2 separate regions of the Mus musculus genome follow, and region 1 is linked to region 2. A link is a contact called in public promoter capture Hi-C data. All regions are on one chromosome and are shown on one strand. The core of a region is the stretch at or near the end of the contact, and the rest is flanking DNA. Distances in the headings are between cores, read along the strand shown. Region 1 overlaps Helz (helicase with zinc finger domain). Region 2 overlaps A830035A12Rik (a long non-coding RNA gene).

What was found. Capture Hi-C pulls out chosen DNA fragments and counts their contacts.
Region 1: a contact with region 2 is called in a promoter capture Hi-C map of adipose tissue. The contact joins two enhancer-like sites. A contact is called at or near these places in 5 of 484 Hi-C or Micro-C datasets (Th1 cells, embryonic stem cells, group 2 innate lymphoid cells and 1 more), 3 of 115 datasets of contacts at active chromatin or transcription factors (all in embryonic stem cells) and 2 of 9 other capture datasets (adipose tissue and liver).

Annotation. Positions count from the first base shown.
Region 1 is chr11:107,674,389-107,679,673 of GRCm38.p6, reverse strand. All of the region lies in intron 31 of Helz (helicase with zinc finger domain), which reads right to left. Among named protein-coding and RNA genes, the nearest start is that of Mir6932, 39 kb to the right of the region's middle. Within about 2 kb of position 3,748, at least 35 of the 459 cell types and tissues checked have an H3K27ac peak or open chromatin away from gene starts, as enhancers often do. A contact at or near this core is called in Th1 cells and adipose tissue, where this site is marked.
Region 2 is chr11:107,526,497-107,531,033 of GRCm38.p6, reverse strand. It overlaps A830035A12Rik (a long non-coding RNA gene), which reads left to right. Exons shown (of 3, transcript XR_001780123.1): 3 at 4,426-4,528. Among named protein-coding and RNA genes, the nearest start is that of A830035A12Rik, 5.4 kb to the left of the region's middle. Within about 2 kb of position 1,478, at least 69 of the 459 cell types and tissues checked have an H3K27ac peak or open chromatin away from gene starts, as enhancers often do. A contact at or near this core is called in Th1 cells and adipose tissue, where this site is marked.

The DNA.
Region 1 (5,285 bases), core at 2,499-4,998, 150 kb before region 2:
TGGAACTCACTTTGTAGACCAGGCTGGCCTCGAACTCAGAGATCCACCTGCCTCTGCCTCCCAAGTGCTGGGATTAAAGGCATATGCCACCACACCCAGCTCTAACTTAGTTTTATTTCAAATATAAAGCAAAATAAAACAATAAGCCCTAGTGATATTCATAGACTACGTATTACAATTGTAGACAAAAAACAAAGGTCTATGGGTAATGGTCTGGATAGGAGGTAAAGTGCCTGCATACTATGTACAAAGCCCCGGGGCAATGGTCAGCACTGGACTGGGGGTGGGGGGGTGGGGGGGCGGGGAAGGTGATGAAAATAATTGCTTAATTTTTTTTTCTTAATGATGGAAAAGCTTCATTCCATTCACTAAGCCTCTCTCACCAAAAAATTCCAATGTAAAATATAATAGAAAGACAAACGAACTTGAAAAAGAAATTATTCCCCCACCTAGGAAATAGCATTTTAAAATATGACAAGGGAAAAAAGAGACCTGGAGAATCCTAGACATCCAGCATCTGAGACAGAAGTCTCAGAAGGAAAGACAAGGAAAGCTCAGGATGAAGATTACCAAAGGATGGGATGACCTCAGGTGGCCGAGGGATGTCTGGGATGTTGTGTCTCCGTGACCTGCAGGCAGGTCAGGGAGATACACACCTGTGCCTCCGACCAGAGCACTCGTCAGCTCGGCTCCACATGAAGAGACGCCCCGTGCAAGAAGCCCCTCTCAGGAAAGGACACTTGGGAGTCTGCCCACCGTGTTTTCCTACACCCAAACAGTGAGTCACGGAGGAGACACTAGAACCAAGGCAACACTACAGCTGAGAGAAGTCTGTCTGCATTACTGTGGCACTCTGGGCTGCCTCAACTTCTTAACTCATCCTTAGTGTGGACAGTTGGACCATCCAGCCACCTCTTACAAGAAGACAGAGCCAGTTTGAGCAGGATATGAAACAATTCAGAAGAACCTTCAACTTGGAGCAATGAGCTTTCTCTCTGAAGGATCAAAATGACCACAATTAAGATTTTCAGCTTTTCAAAAGAAGAGCATCCGAGAACTTTCGCTCAGCTCTTAGTACTGGAAAATGAATTGCTTATTGTTAATTTCGGAGATTTGAGGGCTCAGAGTTCGTCATCTGAAAATCCGAACATTCAGCAGTTAGAATGAGATAGATTTCCAGAATGGAAGAATTGCTCCTTCCACTCCCACAACAAGGGGAAATTTTAGATGGCTAAAAATGTAACTCTTTGTCCCAGGAACATGTGCTTTGCCCCAGCATCATGAGAGCTGTAGTTACTCCTTGTCCCCTACACTTTCCTGCCAAGCACGAGCCTCCACTTCATTAATGACGACCCCAGATAAGATCAACATCTTTGTGCCTCAGTCTCCTTTAAAACTAAGTTCCCAGGAGCTGCTGAGATGGCTCAGTGTAAAGCTTGCTGGCCAGCCTGACAACACAGAGGATGACTCCAGCGGGCTCTCCTCTGACCTAAAATCTCTCTTTCACCCCCATACCCCCACACAAACACACACAAATAAAATACATGCAATAAAAAAAAAAAAAAAGGAAAAGAATGAATTGCCAGGTCTGTCGGTACAAGTCTGTTACCCCAGTTATTCATGAGGCTGAGGCAGGAGGATGGAAAGTTCAAGTCCAACTTGGCTATGGACACCAAGCCCATGGCTGGCCTGCATGACTTGGTAAGACTCTATTTTAAAGTGAAAACACAGCTGAGCTATAGCTCAGGAAGCAGCGCTTGGTCTAGTATGCATGAGGGTCTAGCTTTAATCCCTACTACTCAATAATGATGACGGTAAACAAGGGGTTAAAATAAGTGGTAAACAAGGGGTTAAAATAAGTGCTCTCAGGGAACCCTGTTGCAGAACAGGGTTCAGTTCCTAGCATCCACACTGCAGCTCACAACTATTCACAGCTCAGTTCCAGGGAACCAACACCCTCTTGTGGCTTCCTTAGGCACTAGGCACACACATGGTACACATACACACACCCACAGGCAACCATTCACAAACACAAAATAAAAACACTTTTTAAAAAATTCTCCCTGTTGAACTATGACATCATTATGTCACCAAACGTGATTGTTACTTTAAAATTTTAGGGCTAGTACTTCTTTATAAATACTAAGCTGTAATACTAATATTTCAAAAACATGAATGTGTGAACTATAGTTAATATGAACTATACGTAAGAAAGTTACTAAATTTGTGTACAAATTTATATTAATATAGTTGGCAATTTAAGTAAAATTCCCAGCTTGCTTACTAGTCTAAGACCTATCTGTAATGTTAAGGTCAGCAAATTCTTTCATATGAATGCATATAAATAAATGACTGGAGGAAAGGTTAGCATAGTAATAAAAACTTCTATATTTATAATTATGCCCCAAGGCCAATCACCAAGGTAAGACTGAGTGCTCTAGTGGGATCCCAGCTCACATTATGGTGCCAGGGGCTTTAATTAAGGCCCAATGGCTCATCTCAGTGATTAGCTTTGACAATTAGGCACGAAGAGCGCTCTAGCTTACTGATCTGTTGATGACTATGTCTTGTTCTAGGAGGTTTTTCAGGCACCACCTTTTACTGAGGTAAGAAGACAATTATCTCCAGCTGGTTACACAACACAAATCACAAGCCATCAATATGTACATCTACAGGGAGGAGAGGTGAAATCTCCCAGCCCTTGGTCAGGATGACAGCCCTCCAGCATAACACTTGGCTCTGAAGGGGAACTCAGGAGCAAGCATGGCTGGAGAACACAGTGAAATCCAAACTAACTAATGCCGAAACCACAGGTGCTAGAGAGAAACATGAAAATAAGCAAACTGTTCAACAGCCGGGACCTAAAACAGGAAGTATTCCAAGGCAGGGCCACAACAGAGGCACAGTCCTCTTTAACGCTGACTGACTGACCACCAACCAGAATGAGCAGCCGGGAGCACCGCTGTGCCACCCCCCCACCTCCCCACCCCCCACCCCCCGCCCCTCCCCGGGACCAGAAGACTGAGTGAGCAGTCTCTCCACTACCAGCCACACCCCTAGCCGGGAGGGAGCCAATTCTCTAAGGAGGCTGCTATGATAATATCATCACTGCAAACAAAAATGTGCAATTTCAGAAACCAGTTCTTATTGGTACAGTGACAATCTGAAGAGGATTTTTCATTTTCTCCATTTATTTCTTTAATCAGACTATTTCAGAGTGAAGCGCATCTGAGACGGAGAAGCGCGCTTTGTGCCAGTGTCAGCACTGCCAGGCTGCGGGAAACGGAAGTTCTTAACTTGACAAATCTACGGCCACTTAAGGAGAATGAGGATTTGTTTTCACAATGAAACGCCTGGGAGGTATAATGGGAGAAGCTTGCACTACAACAATGAGCAGAGCATGAGACAAAACAGCATCCCAAGGAACCAGAACTGACAACACGGAAGATTTTAAAGAGAAACACACAAAACGAACGGTCGAGAGCGGAGAGAGGGAGAACAACCAACACATGGGAGAGCACACTGTTCCCTAAAGGAGCAACCCAAAGCACTTCAGGGAAAAAGTCCTTCCAATTTAAGCTATACGTTTAATATACTTCAAATAGAAATCTAAAGGAGGTTTTAGAGGTATATAAGGAAGAGAAAGAATTGACAATGATATTCTAAACTTCTAGTAGGAAAGTCTTAAAACAGTCTCGCCTCCTCTTCCACACAATATAGAAACAGGAAGAGGAAGAGGGACGTCACACTACCTCCAGGTTCACAGTCACAGCATTAAGCCTCGTCTGAATTGAGAGTGTCACTCGGGTACAGAACAGAGACTGCAGGAGGAAAACAAGCACCAAGTCCGGAAAGTGACTTCACTACAGGATACCCTGGAGAGTGGCTTCCTCAGAGGTGAGACTATCAGTCATCATGCAAAATGAACATTTTCACACATATCAAAATCAGCCTTCAAGAGCAATCGTTCTGTGTACATGTATGTGTAAGCCTGCATGAACACATGTGCTCTATGTGCATGCAGGAGCCTGCAGAGGCCGGGAGGGCGTCTGGTCCTCTGGGGCTGGAGTTGTAGGCAGTTGTGAGCCACAGTGGGTGCTGGGACCCTGGTCCTCTGTAAGAGCAGTAAGTGCCCTTAACACTAGCCATGTCTCCAGCCTGGGAAAACTTTCAACGGCACCCAAAAGTCACCACATCCCGAGCCCTGGGAGGCAGCCAGCTAAGACCAGAGCTCTGCGGACTGCATTTGCTCTTCACTGAAACAGGAGCACAACGCAACGCTAGGTGAAGACTCTGTTGTTTGACAAGAACGCTAGGTCTAGTTAGCGGTGGGGCTCCAACTAGTGCAGGGACAAGGACAAATCTGCACTCAAGGTAAGCGGTTAGGGTGAGCACTTTCATCCCCTGAGATTAATCTGCCAAGGTTTCTGGCAACAAAAGAATCCACAGTAGGGGAAAAAAAAACAACTTTCTTTGAATTGTTAAAGTTAAAGAAATTGCTTTAAATGGTTGGAAATAAACAGTGAGAGCATATGCCATTCACTGTGGGAGATGATTCATGCAAAATCACTTTGAACACACAGAAATTACCCTAATACATTGAAAATGTCAAAAATCCACAATGTGGTAAAAATAATGTTTGGCCTGTCAAAGAATTTCTTCAATTGCTGCAACTTAGTCATCGCTCACGAACCCAGTGTAAGAAGCAAGATGACCAAGTGTTTTTGCAAAGTGAACGAAGTCAGTGACAAATGAAGACACCTATTTATATACTCACAGTGACACAAAGAGACCATCGCTGAAAACATCAGAGAATAAAGAACTTAAACTCCAAAACCATGGACAACTTAAGAAGATCAGTGATTCAAGCAGATTTACTCAGTATGAAGAGTTACTTGCAAAATATACACTGTGACGCCCATGAGAACTGGGACATGGTCCTCACACCGGTGTTAGGTATGCACCCAGCAAGAGAGGTGTGGCCACACTTGGGACTGGGAAAGCAGCTCAGTCCTTCTCCTTAAAAACAACAAACACGGGGGCTGGAGAGATGGCTCAGCGGTTAAGAACACTGACTGCTCTTCCAAAGGTCCTGAGTTCAAATCCCAGCAACCACATGGTGGCTTACAACCATCCATAACAAGATCTGATGCCCTCTTCTGGTGTGTCTGAAGACAACTACAGTGTACTTACATATCGTAAATAAATAAATCTTTAAAAAAACAAACAACACTCAAATGCATCAAACAACTCTTTGAGCTAAGAAACTAAAAGCTTGCAGCTTC
Region 2 (4,537 bases), core at 229-2,728:
TTTTTGTTTTGTTTTTGGGGTTTTTTGTTTGTTTGTTTTTTGAGGCAGGGTTTTTCTGTATAGCCCTGACTGTCCTGGAACTCACTCTGTAGACCAGGCTGGCCTCGAACTCACAAATCCACCTGCCTCTGCCTCCCAAGTGCTAGGATTAAAGGCTTGTGCCACCACCACCCGGCCAGAAGATGTGTTTAAGAAACAAAAGGATTTTCTCTTTGCTACTAACTCTATCTAGTATTTGGCTGTGAGTCTCTGCATCTGTTTTTATTGGTGGCTGGGTGAAACCTCTCAAAGGTCAGTTATGCTAGGCTCCTGTTTGCAGAATATCATTAATAATGTCAGGGCTCTTGAACTCATTGTAAAAGATGATCACTTCCTGAACAGAGCATCCATAGCTCAGGCGCTAAGACCAACAGTTAATAAGTGAGACATCATGAATCTGAAAATCCTCGGGAGGGCAGAGGACAGCATCAGGAGGTCAACACAGTATCCTAAGAATGGGAAAAATATCTCCTCCAACTGTACATTACCTTAGTTAAGTGAAATTCCTAATTTTGCGTCTTCCTAGCACATGCCTTGCACATTCTGGCACTTCAAAGATGAATGCAGGAGGTTCGGGAGTTCGAGACCAGTGTTCGAGACCAGTCTGGGCTCAAAACAATCAAAAACAAACAAACAAAACCTGCAACCATAAAAGCTGGACTTTTATCTCTCTCTCTCTCTCTTTCTTTTTTTTTTTCTTTTCGATCCAGGGTTTCTCTGTGTAGCCCTAGCTGTCTCTGTAGACTAGGCTGGCCTCGAACTGAGAAATCCATCTGCCTCTGCCTCCCAAGTGCTGGGATTAAAGGTGTGCGCCACCCCCCACCCCCAGTTCAATTTAAACTTTTTTTTTTTTTGAGACAGGGTTTCTCTGTGTAGTCCTGGCTGTCTTGGCACTCACTTTGTAGACCAGGCTGGCCTCGAACTCAGAAATCTGCCTGCCTCTGCCTCCTGAGTGCTGGGATTAAAGGCATGCACCACCACGCCTGGCAAACATTTTTAAACTCAGAAGATATGTTTCAGAAACAAAAAGATTTTTCTCTTTGCCCACTGAGACAGAAATCATGAAGCAAGAATTTACAGAATTTTTGCTGTGCCTTAACCTACCCACGGTTCCTGTTTCTTGCTTTCAGGTTCTTCTTTGTGTCTATTACCAAAGCCCTTCTCTCTGTGACTCAGGTGTGTCTGTCTGTCTGTCTGTGTACCTATATGTATTTCTTGTGTACTTGTTTATGGAGCATTGCATGCCTATGTTCAGGGTGCTCACTGTATATCTGTATGTGCTTAGTATGTGGGTGTGTCACAGTGTATGTGTGCACAGCACGTGTGTGGTGCGTATGTGCACACAGCTGCCTCCAACCCACTGCAGGCTTTTGCTCCCACAACCCTGTACTGCTGAGTCTGCATCTCTGCAGCCTGCCCTCTAGCTGTCCCCGACAGGAAGCCAGGCTTCCTGGGGTCTTGAATCAGCAGTGCAGGAAGGAAATGGAGGCCGCAGAACTGTCAGATAGGACGCAGCTGACTCCAAGGCGCCATCCATCCCTCCCAGAACAAGTCTGGAGCAGGTTTCCAGACCTGGACCTGAAACCTTGGCATCAGAAACAGAAGCCTAGCCTATGCTTTGTGCTGTCCCCGCAGATCTGAGCGACACTCCCCAAGGCCAGTCCTCAGCTTTTCAGCTGTAGCTTCCTCCCTGTGAGGCAGAAATAATAAAACAGCCTTTCCCTCAATTGTTGTGGCATTCAAAGTCTTTAAAAACAACAACAAAAACACTGGCCAGGTGTGGTGGCACATACCTTTAATCCCAGCTCTCTCTCTCTCTCTGAAGAAGGCAGAAGCCAACAAAGCTCTGTGAGTTCCAGGCCAGTCTGATAGCAAGTTCAAAGCAAACGGGGTTACATGGTGGGACCTGGTTTCAAAAAATTCAAGAATACAAACGACAACGTGTGCCTGCATATGTGTGTGTGTGTGCAACAAGTGCCCTTATTCAGTGCCATTTCACTATCTCGCCTGTCCTTGTTTATGTTTTTGTTTTTGTTTTTTTTGTTTTTTGTTTTTTGTTTTTTTGTTTTTTGAGACATGGTTTCTCTGTATAGCCCTGGCTGTCCTGGAACTCACTCTGTAGACCAGGCTGGCCTCGAACTCAGAAATCTGCCTGCTTCTGCCTCCCAAGTGCTGGGATTAAAGGTGTGCGTCACCACGCCCGGCTTTATGTTTATTTTTTTAATGTGTATGGGTGTTTAGCTGCATGAATGTGTGAGGGCCAGGTACATGCCTCATTGTCAGAGAAGGCCAGGAAAAAGACATCAGATGTCCTGCTGGGATTGGAGTTATATTTGGTTGTAAGACACCATGTGGGTGCTGGGAACTGAACCCAGGTCCTCTGTAAGAGCAGCCAGTGGCCTATACAACGAACCATCTCTCTACCCCTCACCCCTGTTCTTAAAAGATCTCACTCTAGCCCAGCATTTTTGAGATAGAACTCTCTCTGTAGTCCTGGATGTTCTGGACCATGTAGGTCTATGTAGACCAAGTTGGCAAAGCAGGATATTAAAAAACAAACAAACAAACACAAATAATTAGTTCGTGTGAGAGTGGGTGGGTGGGGTGTGAACCTTTTTGTGTGGATGTGTTCATGTAGGACACACATGGATGAGAGCCTTGGGAGGGGGAGGCAGAGGCGGAGGCTGATGCTCAGGGCCTTCCTCTATTGCCCTCCAGTTACTTTTTGGCAACAAGGTTTCTCCCTAAACCCTGGATTTACTAATTCAGCTAAAGTAGGTGACCAGAAAGCTCTGGGAATCTTCCTAAAATGTGGGATTTCAGAGGACAGCCATGTTCAACTTTATATTTATGGGCACTGGAGATCTGAACCCAGGTCCTCACAAGTATGCCACAAATGCTTTCTTTACCCAAGGAGTCGTCTCCCAGCCAAAAATTTTGAAAAGAAAAGAAAAAGAAGAAGAAAAGAAAGAAAACAAATGCAAACAAAATTACTGACACAAAAGCCTTGTGACCAGTTTTGCACAGCGGGTCGCCAGACCTCCTCTGCACCATAACAATAGGACGTGAGTGAGTCCTAGGTCTCAGATGGCAGACCAGAACCACTGGCTGATTTATCAGTAGTTATTAACATTCCTCCCTGCCCACAATTAGTTTTCTTCTCAGTCCAGCCTTCCCCCACCCCCAATCCCAGGCCCTTGAAGTGTGTTCAGGAGCCTGATTGAGTTATATGAAGGCTTTATTTGAACTCTCAAGAGTTTCTAACACTGCAAATAGCAATGAAGAGTGGATGGTATTGGACTTTTTTCTTTTACATCAAATAAAGCTGGCCTTGCTAGAACTCTTAGAGATGAGGAAGAGGCTCCAGCCCCGGGATCAGGACCTGCACAGAGCGAACCAGTGCAGCCTCAAGCCCCCAACACACACACACACACACACCACACAAACACACACACACACACCACACAAACACACACACCACACAAACACACACACACACACCACACAAACACACACACACACATACACACACACACCACACAAACACACACACACACACACACCACACCACACCACACCACACACACACACACACACACACACACACACACACACGGCCCAGCCCCTAGGATGGTTAGACTTTACACAACCTAGAATTACCCAGAACGGAAGCCTCCATGAGGAGCTGTCAGGATGAGGTTGGCCTGTGGGTGTATCTGGGAGGATTAATAGATGGGAGAAGGCCCAACCTGCCCGTGGGCAGCACCAGTGCCTGGTTTTGGCTCCTGGACTGTAGAGTAGAGAGAGCTACCTGAGGTAAGAATGCGCACATTCATTTTCTCTCTGATCCTGGCTGAGGATGTCCGGTAGCCACCAATGAAGTTCCTCCCACCTCCGCCCCTGTCCCTTCAGTGATGGGCTGGATGGAGCCTGGGGTTTGGGGTTTGTCTTTCTCCCAGAACTTGCTTTTTGTTGGGAGTATTTTTGTCATAGCAACAGCAATGAAACTTCTTTCTCTTAGTGACTTTTTTTTTTTTCTTTTCTTTTCTTTTTTTCTTTTTTTTCCCCGAGACAGGGTTGGCTGTCCTGGAACTCACTTTTGTAGACCAGACTGGCCTCTGCCTCCCGAGTGCTGGGATTACAGGCATGCACCACCACCGCCCAGCTCTTAGCTCTTAAATCCATTTCCTCCTCCCTTAACGCTTTTCGCCGAGAGTTTCAAGAACTTGGGAGAAAAATAGCCAACCTGTTCTTACATATTGTTTTATTTTTTAACATTGATAAATTAAATTATATGAATGTTAATCGATTGACATCTGTTAATGATATTTATTGGTGAGTATGAACTATTAATTATTATTAATATTAGTTTTTTGTTCTCACTAGGTGCCTCAGGCTGCCTCCCACCCATGATCCTGAGGACTAGAGTTAGAGGTATGTATCACCAACCTTTACCCAAGATTCTTATCTTTCATTCCTACTTTCCAGAGCCCCATTT